Linked DNA regions of Mus musculus: region 1 is linked to region 2. The links are chromatin contacts, called in public Hi-C maps. All regions are on one chromosome and are shown on one strand. The core of a region is the stretch at or near the end of the contact, and the rest is flanking DNA. Distances in the headings are between cores, read along the strand shown. Region 1 has its middle 23 kb from the start of Gm10789. Region 2 has its middle 51 kb from the start of Tiam1.

Region 1 (2,719 bases), core at 158-2,657, 150 kb after region 2:
TGTTGGGAGAGAAACAATAATAATTATATAGAAGAATAGGTCATGAGGCCAACAAGGGGAGAAGGAGGGTGGAAATTATGTAAATACAGTACTTGTGGAATTCTGAAAAACAAACTCAGGACTTTGTGAGCATCCATTATAGCTCAGCCTGAGGGGCTGGGTGCACTTTAGGGAAAGAAGGAGGCTAGCGATTGCAGTGCACAGAGGCTAGCCCAACCACGGCACGAGTGTGCAAGGAGGACTGTCGTGGAAGAAGACAAAGGAGGTTCGGTCTGTCGCCAGGACTTGCTTTTTCCCTCTGTAGGACACAGTCTCTCCATTCTGCTAGTGCTAGAAGCCTGTTGTCCACAGACAGCTCCCCTAAGTGGCGTTGCTGGAGTCCTCACCACAGCCATCATCACTGGACCACACAGTCTGGCACATGACCCACTCACTCCAGGGCACTCCAGGGGCAAGTGCATAAACTAGGTCATTCTGAATTTCCCCTCCAGTTTTGCTGTGTAACCCAAGGACTGAAGGACATTCATTCTTGTCTTCAAATGACACCATCTCAGACTTCCCGAGGAAAGATCTGGCCAGATAACAGATCCCACAGCAGTGGGGATCTCAGAGGAAAGGGGCTCGAAGAGAATCACTTGGAATCCTGAATCCAGCTCTACCTGCAGTAGTTTCCACCCATCCATATGCTGCGGTTGCAAAGAGCCAATACATCTTCTTTTATCCCATACAGTGTTTTGAAATGTGTTTCTCTTGGTGCCAACATGAGTATTAACAAAGGCAAGGTGTGGGCTGGAGAGATAGCGTGGGTCGTTAAGAGCACAGACTGCTCTGCTCTTGCACAAGACCCACACTGGGTGGCTCACAATCACCTATAACTGGAGGATCCAACGCCTCTGACCTCTGCTGGCACTACGCATGCACGTGCGTGCACACGTGCGTGCACACACGCACTTAAAAAAAAAAATAAAAATCTTCTACTGGGCACAGTGGCACATGACTTTAATCCCAGCACTCAGGAGGCAGAGGCTTGTGGATCTCCGAGAGTTCAAGGCCAGCCTGGTCTACAATGTAGTTCCAGGACAGCCAATGCTATACAGAGAAACCCTGTCTCAAAAAACAAAACAAAACACCCCCCCCCCCAAAAAAAAACCTTTAGGGATAAAAAAGAAGATGCATTAGAAAATGGAGCAAGGTTAAACAGGAGGGTGGTGGCTGAGGACCCCAAGGTCAGGCTGAATCATCTGCTTCTTAAATCCTTTCTGGGACTGGTTGGCCACAGGTGGAAGACAAAGGAGTAAAGGGGTGGGGGTGGGGGAGACAATGGAGGGCGCAACAAAGAGAAACAATGTAAGAACAGGAGAGAGTAAGCAGGGAGAGAAGACGCTGGAACAAAAGGAGAAACAACCAGGGGCCCTCCCTTCTCTGGGCTCCATCTGTTCTTCCCATACCCCTGAGCAGGGCCAGCTAAACTACACAACCCAGTACAGAATCAAAACGCAAGGTCCCGTGTTCAAACCTCACAGGTTTCAAACAGGATGGCATAGACCTGTGATCCCAGCACGGTACAGATATTTTTTGTTGTTGGTGGTGGTGTTTTTATTTGTTTGTTTGTTTGTTTGTTTGTTTATTATAAGTACACTGTAGCTGTCTTCAGACACACCAGAAGAGGGCATCAGATCCCATTACAGATGGTTGTGAGCCACCATGTGGTTGACTGGGATTTGAACTCAAGACCTCTGAAGAGCAGCCAGCGCTCTTAACCGCTGAGCCACCTCTCCAGCCCATATACAGGTTACTGTAGGAAGATTGTGAGCTTGAGGTCACAGTAGGCTTCATCATGAGACAGTGTCCCAAGAAAACAATACTTATGATAACAAAGAATCCAAGGTGGTGATGGCACCGTATTAAACACAGGTGCCACTGCGGGACCCTGTGCAACTGCTCTGGTCACATGATCATGAAGCCTGCGCAGTCCTCAGAGAAAGATGAACTACTCCGATTTTCCAGGGTTCTGTGTCAGGTGTTCCAAGCACAGACGAACGTTATTCAATCTCACGAAGGGAGGCACAGTTCACTCCCCAGCCCAGCCCAGCAGCTCTGAGAAGCCCTGCTGCAGAAAGAGAATTCATTTCACTTCATTGAAACCAACACTTCTCAGATTTGTTTGACCACAGTAATATCGTTTAATCTAGTTCTCCGTACTGAGGCCCCCACATGAGCACTGTGGAAAACACTCCAGTTGTGAGGTTTCTGGAGCCAGAAGGGGCAGTAGCCATCATTCACAGCTCTCTCTCCCCTGAGGTCTGTCAGCAAATCCACTCTGCTTGGCCTCCACGATGACACTGGCCTCTTTGTGCCCCCTTTGATGGGGGCAGAGGACTGGGAGGGACAGGGGACAACGTGGCTGAGGCTGCACAAACCGAGGAGTTCCAGAAGATGGGACATCAAGTCTCCTGGACACCCCTACACCCAGGCACAGACAAACCTTTGTTTAACCTGATACGCTCCAATTTCTTTCCTCCTCACCAGCTTCTAACAGATCCAGGGAGGGGGCTTTGGTGTCAAGTGCTGGAGAGGGATTCCTTAGTTACCGTGGTGGTAGAACGTGTGACTCTCTTAGATTTTATCTAAGATAGACAATGTATCCCACAGAAGTTCTGTCAGAACCAGGAGTAGCATTTAATCAGAACCAGGGAGTACCCAGAATGCTTATCTAGCT
Region 2 (2,778 bases), core at 91-2,590:
CTTTTAGGAAAGTAACTGATACAAGCCAGGACTTGTCAATCAGATTCCCTGAGAACAGCTCTCACCTGGCTGTCAATAAATAAGATCAAATTTAAACGCGTCCTGGCACAACAGCCTGAGGCTGTATCCGGCGAGACCTGTATTGAGGCTTCCTAGTAGGATGAGAGTTTGTCTTCAATACAACTACAGACCCATAATGCAAACCGTCCAGGAAGAGAAATAAAAATGCTGAGATGCCCTTCGCGAAGCAGATGCCGTGCTCGGCTGTGAAGAAGTAGAACCGCTGAAGGGAGGAGCAGCATGGGAAGCCATCAATCTTACTCAAGCTCTAACAGACGGAGGCAAAGGCTAGGCTTGGCCAAAAGTGCAAGACTGGCAAGTACCATCCTTTCTCATCAAAAGACAATATTAGGCTCGTGAGACGGCTCAGGAGTAAAGAGGTCTGTCACCAAACCCAACTGTCGAAGTTCAAATCCCACGACCCACAGGGCAGTACGAGAAAACTGACTCCTGCAAGTAGTTCTGTGGCCTCCACGCACGCACGCAAGCACGCACGCACGCACGCACGCACGCCCCCACACAGAGATAAGAGTTTTTTAAAGGTATTGTCACTTCAGGTTGCCTTCTGCTTTCCTTAGGCCCTTCTCTTTTCATTTCTCGCTTCTGGGGAAAAAAAAAATTCCAGAAAAGAAGAGTTCAGAGAGTCAATCCCATTTTCCCTAAAATAAACCACAAACCACACCATCTACTCTGTTTCCTGAAAGTTTACACAGAGAAAATGCTGGCAAGACGCTCTGCCACTTGTACAGCGCACTTGTGTATAAATTAAACGCCTTCTTGGCGCCACTTTGGAACCGTCCTTCCTGTTCGTTGGGACATTTTTTTGCGAATCGCCTGCACACCTCAGACCCTCGTGGTCTCCACGTGGCGTCTAATCTACAGGATTACGATCGGACCGACCAGAACACTTGGGCTTAACGCACCCAACACCCCGTGCCAGAAAGGAGCTGACGGGGTGAAGACTTGATAAAACCTCGTCCCGGTCCACAGCCACCCTCGCTGGCCTGGCGCCAACCCGTTATGTCCTCCGCTTGCTGGCGGGGGGAGTCTTCCCTGTCAAAGGCGGTTCTGTGTGAAACAAACCTCTCTCTAGAAAAAGAAGCCCTTTCATTCCACTCCAGGAGTCAAAATGCGAGGATGCCGGGCCGCTTCCCGCAGCACATGGTGGAGGGCAGAAGGAAGCGGACAGAAGGATCTGAAGGAACGGATGGATAGATACACCAGGCCTCCACACTGGCCATTCAGAGAGAACAAAGGAAGTGGAGGCTTTTCAGTGCCGTGCTGTGGAATGTGAGCTGTGAGCGCCCTGGAGAAGGCCTGAGCAAGCTGTGGCCTGCCCCTGTGCAGCCACAAGGCCCATAGGCCTCACTGGGCTTCCTTTGACGTCCCCCTCTGCAACAGCAGCCTTGGGACCCCGGGGTCACAGGAAGTGCCTAATCTCTGCAGGCAAACGTCAATCTTCAGAGCGAAGAACACGCCTTTGTTCCTCAGAACCGGGGCTGAAACAGGCTGACATGGCCACATGAGTTCACCCCCTTGAATTCACAAAGGGAGCACCTGTTCTCAGGGTGGCATGGAAAATTTTAAAACAATCTTACTTTTTGTGCTGTCTCTCTGAATGAGCAAAACTAAGGAAAAGGAAAAGGTGAGCCGGAGGGAGACCAGGCCTGGTTTCCCATGTAACAGTAATGGTGTGTGCCATCAAGGGACATGTGAGGATGTATATTTTAAATAAAAATCACATAATTTTAATCTACTCAAAATGAAACAGATACAGCCATGTCAAACATCCAACTACGCTGATCTCGATGCCAGCCGTGCTGTCTTCCTCAGATTCTTGGTACAGGCAGAACTTGACCACCCTGAGGTATAGCTTGTCATTCTCGAGTGTGGGATGATGCTTGCTTGGTCCCTGGGTATCAATTTAAATAACAAGAGCTTTGGCTACTTGGGAGAACAAGTCTGTGTGGCGTGAGGTCACGAAGCTGACCACCCGACCACTTAGCCTGTTATCTGATGGTGAAGCAGCTGTCAGTCTCAACGTCTCTTCTTCCTCCCTGCTCTTCCCACGTAATCAAAGGCTCTCTTTGCCAGAACTAAGAGGGGGAGGTAACTCCATAAGACAGATTTGTTTGTTACAAGGCTATGTCAGAGCAATGAACGCTTGTGACCGTGGTTGTTCATCTAACTTAGCATGTAAATTCCCATACATGTGTGTGCATATGTATACATACATACATACATAAAACATGTCTACAAGGCAAGAGAGGTTTCCTCCTTGAAATCCCCACCAGTGCATTGTAAAATTCTTGGTTTCATTTCAAACTGGAATGCTTTGGACTTAGAGTATTATAACAATCTATTAATATTTCCCTTAAAAGAATAAAGCTTAGTTAGATCATCTAAATTGATTAATTGCATACATTATGACGTCAAACCCCCCGACAGGGAAAGGAAATTACTCCTTTTGGCTGACAGAATGGACTGTTTGGGTCCACAGAGGGAAAAAATATTTTCCTTTGGCTAAAAGATCTCAAAAGTTTATGTTTCTCAGAGTAAAAGTTACAAAATTCCAAGTTTTTTTTATTTTTTTTTTAATTGGAAGATTTTGTGTCTTGGGTATATATTATAACCCAAGAGATGAGGAAAACACCCCAATTAGGGAGGGGTGTTATCTGAAACCTCCCAAGCTGAAATTCAATACGACATTTACGGTCA

What was found. A called contact is a pair of places that touch in the nucleus more often than the background predicts.
Region 1: a contact with region 2 is called in a Hi-C map of embryonic stem cells, with 2.7 times the contacts expected there. The contact joins two enhancer-like sites. A contact is called at or near these places in 1 of 15 datasets of contacts at CTCF or cohesin (embryonic stem cells), 19 of 484 Hi-C or Micro-C datasets (bone marrow-derived macrophages, embryonic stem cells, induced pluripotent stem cells and 3 more), 5 of 115 datasets of contacts at active chromatin or transcription factors (embryonic stem cells and expanded potential stem cells) and 1 of 9 other capture datasets (embryonic stem cells).

The regions. Positions count from the first base shown.
Region 1 is chr16:90,164,349-90,167,067 of GRCm38.p6, forward strand. No RefSeq gene overlaps it. Among named protein-coding and RNA genes, the nearest start is that of Gm10789, 23 kb to the left of the region's middle. Within about 2 kb of position 1,408, at least 9 of the 459 cell types and tissues checked have an H3K27ac peak or open chromatin away from gene starts, as enhancers often do. A contact at or near this core is called in embryonic stem cells, where this site is marked.
Region 2 is chr16:90,010,636-90,013,413 of GRCm38.p6, forward strand. It overlaps a transcript of Tiam1 not described here. Among named protein-coding and RNA genes, the nearest start is that of Tiam1, 51 kb to the left of the region's middle. Within about 2 kb of position 1,341, at least 46 of the 459 cell types and tissues checked have an H3K27ac peak or open chromatin away from gene starts, as enhancers often do. A contact at or near this core is called in embryonic stem cells, where this site is marked.